Regions from separate parts of the Sus scrofa genome. Here region 1 is linked to region 2. Evidence: chromatin contacts called from public HiChIP or PLAC-seq data. All regions are on one chromosome and are shown on one strand. The core of a region is the stretch at or near the end of the contact, and the rest is flanking DNA. Distances in the headings are between cores, read along the strand shown. Region 1 holds the start of THAP2 (THAP domain-containing protein 2). Region 2 holds the start of FRS2 (fibroblast growth factor receptor substrate 2).

Evidence for each region. HiChIP or PLAC-seq counts read pairs in DNA pulled down with a chosen protein or histone mark.
Region 1: a contact with region 2 is called in an H3K27ac HiChIP or PLAC-seq map of alveolar macrophages. The contact joins the promoter of THAP2 here to the promoter of FRS2 in region 2. A contact is called at or near these places in 2 of 2 datasets of contacts at active chromatin or transcription factors (alveolar macrophages and skeletal muscle).

Annotation. Positions count from the first base shown.
Region 1 is chr5:35,669,304-35,672,688 of Sscrofa11.1, reverse strand. It overlaps THAP2 (THAP domain-containing protein 2), which reads right to left and starts at 1,409. Exons shown (of 3, transcript XM_003126383.4): 1 at 767-1,409. The coding sequence starts at 837. It overlaps ZFC3H1 (zinc finger C3H1 domain-containing protein), which reads left to right and starts at 1,498. Exons shown (of 35, transcript XM_021092001.1): 1 at 1,498-2,361. The coding sequence starts at 1,764.
Region 2 is chr5:33,724,114-33,727,338 of Sscrofa11.1, reverse strand. FRS2 (fibroblast growth factor receptor substrate 2) reads right to left here and starts at 1,883. Exons shown (of 10, transcript NM_001243209.1): 1 at 1,736-1,883.

The DNA.
Region 1 (3,385 bases), core at 160-2,659, 1.9 Mb before region 2:
GTTTGCACTCAACTTTTTGAATCCTTCCTTTCTTCAGGCATATGGCAGGCATTTGTAGAGAAGGTAAAACATTTACCTAAGTACTTATGTCATATAGTGTTCAAAGCCCTTTCAAGAGGTCTGATTTAACAGAACTAAAGAATTTTGCTTGCTCTTCCAGCAAACGTAGGAAAAACACAATCCGGGTTCCTTTTATTATACTACTCTGCATACTAAAAGAAAAGAAAGCTTTCATTTCCCACTTTCATTAACATCGCTTAATTCCACGGCTATTAATGATGACTCAATTCCTCCACAAAATTACTGCCTGTGACTAAAAGATTAAAAATCCAAATGCTTCCCATGTCAGTTCAGCCAGTAAGAATTAACTTCTAATGAGAACACAGCAGGCTTTTTAGGTGATTGCTGGCTTGAACAGGAAGATCTCACTTCCTCTTACGGTGTCATTAATGTCAAGACCTGATCTAATACACAGGAGTAAAAGAGTAGAAAATTAAGGTATCTTCCTTGTCACTTTCTAAAGGAGCAATCACCGTACAGAACTTGGCTCTCTTTCTCAAAGTGAGCAAACCTTCCCCGAAGGGAGAGAAAAATTGGACAGATTTGAGAAACACACACAAAGGGTAAAAATGTTGCGCCTCTGCTACTAGTTAGCTACGGAAGTTATCAGAATTAGTAGAATCCTCCCTGGTCTTCCCCCCCGCCCCAAGCGATACCCAGTCAAGGAACTCCCGTTTTCGTCACCCGCACTCCCTGCCCAGGTTACCTGTGGAAGCTGATGTTAATGTGCTTGTTGTAGGTAGTAGCACAGCCCGCCGCGGCGCAATTGGTCGGCATTTCCCTTTCCCCCTCATTCGGCGCTGTCTTAAGCCTGATTTGAGGTGCGGGTTGCTACGCTCCCTTCGGGCAGAGACTGGGGAAGCGTGGCAGGGGAAGGGCCAAAGAACTGAGTCGTGGGACCTGCGTGCGAGGAAGGGGTTGTGTATGCGTGTTGTGTGTGTGTGTGTGTGTGTGTGTGTGTGTGTGTGTGTAGCTGGGGGGGGGTAGTCAACCTTCCCTTTCTCTTTATTAATATGGCGGACTTGGGGCAGCAGAGCCTACAGTCCTGGAGCTCCAGTCCCCTTCGTTTGCCTTCACCAACATGGCGAACGCAACCCGCCCTACCGCTGGCTCCCAAAAGAGAGGGACTACTGGTCTCTTTGGTAGTTGTTCTTTGAGCAATCGAAGAGGTATGCCCCCCACCAGCCCCCTATCACTATGAAATATGAATCTCGCAGCCGAGATTAAGAAGAGACCCGCCTACCCTGCCACGCACCCAGAAACCCGAGTTTAGGGTCTGGAGTAGCTAACAGGCACAGATTTTGGAAGGACAAACGGAAAGCAATACTCAAAAAAAACTACAACGCCCACTGAGAATCGCGTCGTCCTAATTTTTATCGCGTGAATTGGGAGCCTTGTTTCCTGCGTGCTTCGGGAAGTGACGTCACGAGTAGAGCCACTTCCAGAGACCCTTTCTCGCGAGGCGGAAGAGCCCCGATCGCGGAGAGCAAGGGGGCGCTAGGGAAGGGAACTGAATTGCGACGGTCCGGCGAGAAAGAGCTGGGGTGCGGGGAAGTTGGGGAGCAGAGCCCACTAGGTGTCCGAGTACTGTAAAACCGCACCGACCGGGTCCGTTAGGAAAAAAGGAAACAGAGGAGGAAGACAATTGTAGGGTGGATCCCCGGACAGAGGGCTAAGGTTGTGTGGAAGGCACTGCTCCCGGGATGGCGACCGCAGATACTCCGGCCCCGGCCTCCAGTGGCCTCTCGCCCAAGGAAGAAGGGGAGCTCGAAGATGGAGAGATCAGCGATGACGATAATAACAGCCAGATACGGAGCCGGAGCAGCAGCAGCAGCAGTGGCGGAGGGCTGTTACCGTATCCGCGGCGAAGGCCTCCTCACCCGGCCCGGGGTGGTGGATCCGGCGGAGGCGGTGGCTCCTCCTCGTCGTCGTCCTCTTCTCAGCAGCAGCTGAGGAATTTCTCACGCTCACGGCACGCGTCGGAGCGGGGCCACCTCAGGGGACACAGCAGCTACCGACCCAAAGAGCCGTTCAGGTCTCACCCGCCTTCCGTGCGGATGCCTTCGAGCTCACTGTCCGAAAGCAGCCCCCGGCCGTCCTTTTGGGAACGGAGCCACATTGCCTTGGACCGTTTCCGTTTTCGAGGCAGGCCTTACCGGGGTGGGAGTCGCTGGAGTCGGGGGCGAGGAGGGGGTGAGCGAGGAGGCAAGCCGGGGGGCAGACCTCCCCTAGGAGGAGGAGCAGGATCTGGATTCAGCAGCAGTCAGAGCTGGCGAGAGCCCTCTCCACCTCGGAAGAGTTGTATCCTTAACGTGGCGGTCTGCCCTGGGTGTGTCACTACTAAAGTTCCTTTTAGCGTCATTGCTAGGTCTTTGAGATGAGTAACTTTTCTGAACCATCAGAACCGCTTGTCACTGTAAGTATACTTAACGTAGTTGGTTCTTTGGTAATCTCCATGTGTCAAACCGTAGCGTTATTTTAAAAAATTACTTTATTGAGTTTATTGCTTTTTAATAAATATTTACGTGTTATGGATGGGGGCCAAACTAATGGAACCTAAGGAAGTGTAAAATCAGATCTGTAATATTACATCAGAAGCCCAAGTTTCATTAACCCTCTTTTTAATACTACCCTTGCTTTTAGGTGATGTTGACTTAGATTTTTAGAGGAAGAAAAAAAATATTAGCCATAAAAAGTTTGGGGAATACCATTGCTTATATCATATTGCACTGCGACATTGGAAATTGTGAAGTTTCATTCTGCATAATCCTACTGCTTTTATTTGAGTCTGTTTTAACCTTTCTATCTTGATTTATTCTTACACATTGCTGCCTTCTAAAGTTGGAAAAAAAAAACCCCGGTATATTCACCAGCTCTATTAATTCAGAGGCTTTAAATTTATATGTCTTTTTTGGAAAACTTTAAGTCTTATTTCTTATGTTCACATTTTTGACATTTTATAACTCTTAGAGTTGGGCTACAGAGAGAATGAAACTTAACAGCATTTTTATCTCAATATATTGGAAACCATGGGATTTATGGGAAGGTGGAGATTATGGAGAGATTGAGAAGGAAAATTGCAAAATATCTGTTTTTTGTCCCTTCTGATCTTTAAACATTCCTGAGTTTACTCATCTGAAGATTTGCCATTTTAAGATGTGTTTATATGTCTGTGTCTTGACTTATTCCATGATAACCACATAAAAAGTTTACTAAGAACTTTATTACTGATTGTAATTTCCATGGTGTAATGATTTTTTAATATATTCATTATATATGACACTTAACATATAATGACATTTGTTTGGGAGACAGTGAACATTAT
Region 2 (3,225 bases), core at 634-3,133:
TCTGTTCTTAAAAATCTTGAACTATTTCTCCTTGAAATACATTAACTATCATACCTTCATTCAGGACGGATCCATAACCGTATCTAACTTAACTCCTTTTCCAGATTCTCTCAATTCCAATATTTCAACCCTATGCTCTAAAAGAACTAGAGAATTTCAAGTAGCTAAGAATCTATGGTTTCTATCTAAATCTAAAAGTTGGACAACTAACTTTTTTGTCTACAATTTTTTCCAGGAACTTTAAAAATCATCCACCCTTTGCCTGTTAAATATCAACAAGCCTAAAATAAATTTTCTTTTGCATAAGAGAGCTCACTGAACTTGTCACTTCAGTCTATTTTCCCTAATTCATGATATTGCCTCCCCTTTCACTGGTGGGAGGAAAGAGAAGCAGATAAGAACCCCCAAAAACTACAGTATAAGCCCTAATATAAGCACCAGACAAGAAGTACATGAAAGTGTCACAGGTTTCACAAACGTGCTGTGTAGATACTTTATAAAAACAATGGTCATCCGCTGATAGTCAAAATCTGCAGTAACTGCTTTCTCTTACGATCATAATTTCAAAATCACGATTAAATTGAGTAAATCCTATTTCCTACCAACCTTTCAGGAGTAGCTTATTACCTAAAATCTGTTCACCAAAAAAAAAACTACCTACATCACTTGCTCCTCTAGGAAATGCTCAATTACTCCAAAGTAAACACCTCATAATATAAATTAAAAAAACATAAAACAAAACACCTCTACCCACTTGTGTGAACCTCTGCATTGCAGCAACAGCTGTAACAGTATAAGGAACCTCCTAGGAGTTATAGAGAACAATTTTTCTTTAAAAGTTAAGGAAAATGACAGTCCCAAATATGAAGGTATATAAACGTCGGGAAAGAGGAGGTATAATTCTCCAACCCTCTGCAGTCAATTTGTGCAACAACCACAGACTGAACTCATCATACAACTGTGACTTCAGATAGCCACAGAAATTAGGAGTACAGATTAGAGAATAGCATCATTTCTTACTGCCGAGAAAAAGAGGGAATTTACCTGAACTGCTTTTCTTCAAGCAAGCTGTTTTTTTTAAGAAGTCACTTCAACAACGGCTTGAGTAAGCTTTCAAGCGAGTAAAGATCATGGGAGGCGCGCTGCTCCCACAGTGACCTACGTATCCAAAACCGGTCCCAATCGATCCTGGGCAACCCCTAAGCGGGTCTGGTTGGAAAGCCTTGCAAAAGATCCCCGACATCTACACACGCATCGCCCAACCCTGGGTCGGAGGAGACAACACCCCTGGAACCCGAGCTAACTACCGAGCCCGAGGACAGATCCAGAGACAGCAAAAGTCGAGAACTACAGCCCAAGACTGAGTCTGAGGTCTAGATTCCCAGGCTCGGGTCGGAGAGAGAAAACCAAATCCGAGAGGCAGCGCGAGTACTTGGGGGAGCTTAAGTGAGGGGTCGGATGGACGGAGGCCCAGCCCATCCTTACTCTAGAGTCCCAACAGCAACAACAGCTCCAGGAACCCCCACCCCGGCTCCGCCCCGCCCACCCCACGGCCCAGCCACCCGCTTCTTCCCGCCCCGCAGGCTCGGCAAAGACCGCGGCGGTCGACAACCCCCTTCCTCGAACCCCGACAGCCCAGCCTGCAGCCCGGAGTCCCAAGCGGGCAGCGGGGGCCCGAGAGCGCCAGCCCCGACGCGGCCCGCGGCCGTCGCAGTCAGCTCCGCCGGCCACTCACCGTCCGCCTGGGCGCTGGGAGCGGGCAGGGCACGGGTCGGCAGGCGCGGACCCCCGGGCTCCCACCTAGGCAGGAGCCCCTCTTCCGAGCCGATCGAGCCTCAGCGGCAGTACCTACAAGGCCTCTCTCCGGCTCGAACTATGGAAAAGCACTTCCGGGGGAGCGGGGAGGGAAGGGTTTTGGCACCGGAACTGCTCACAGGCTGGAGCTGCCGGCGCCTCCCGGGCGGGGCGGGGTGGGGCGGGGCAGAGCCCCTCCCGCCGGCGCCGGCAAATCCGACGCTAACCCTTTCTGCGCCGCGGCCCCTCGATTCTCCAGACTCCCGCTGCCTCCTTCGACGTGTTCCACTCCAGGCACCTGCTTTTGCAGAAGAGGAAACCGAGGCTCGGAGAACTTAGATGCAACGGTCCAGCGCCTACAACCCGCCTCCTGGATCTCTCCAGTATTCTTACCACTCTAATCTGCCTCCTTTAAAAATAATAAGTTAACATATATTGACCGCATACTGCGTGATAGTCGCTGTATAAAGCGCTTTACTCAGTTTAATCATTCCCAAGCCCCTTGAGGTCGGTGCTGTTAGCTACATCTTGCAGAGGAGGAGACCAGTACCAATACAAAAACGGTGGCTCTTTATTTTAACTTGTGTGTATAAATCTCACCTACCCCAACACAAGTTTTAAATTCTTGGGGAGTTCCCGTCGTGGCGCAGTGGTTAACGAATCCGACGAGGAACCATGAGGTTGCGGGTTCGGTCCCCGCCCTTGCTCAATGGGTTAACGATCCAGCGTTGCCGTGAGCTGTGGTGATCCAGCGTTGCCGTGAGCTGTGGTGTAGGTTGCAGACGCGGCTCGGATCCCGCGTTGCTGTGGCTCTGGCGTAGGCCGGTGGCTACAGCTCCGATTCAACCCCTGGCCTGGGAACCTCCATATGCCGCGGGAGCGGCCCAAGAAATAGCAACAACAGCAACAACAACAAAAAGCCAAAAAAAAAAAAAAAAAAAAAAAGAATTATAAATTCTTTAAGGGCAGGAACTAAATTATATTCCTATATTCCATCATCACTTGGAATTTCAATAGAGGTCAAGAGCTTGGGGACTCTGGACTCTTACTGCATGGATCTTGTCGTTTATTTTTATTTTTCCACCCTGGGCGAGTTGCTTGACCTCTCTCAGCTTGTTTCTTTATTTGTAATACAGTTGATGTATTTGATGTGTGTGTATGCATATATATATATATAATCATCTCTGGATTTTTGTAGGAATTCAAAATGAAAATGCTTGATAAGCTGTGGTGTACTAGTATCCACGTAGGACTGGGTAAAAATCAACAATTTTCTTCCCTCATCACTAATAAGAACAATTTTTCCTCTAGTAGAGTCACTTTAGCAGAGGGTAATTTTGAAAACTATGGGTTAGCAACAGGCGATAGAAAAGGTTAGTTAAGGAAATAAAGAGTAGAGGTTTTGGCAAAGGGAAAAATGAAGGTAGGTGA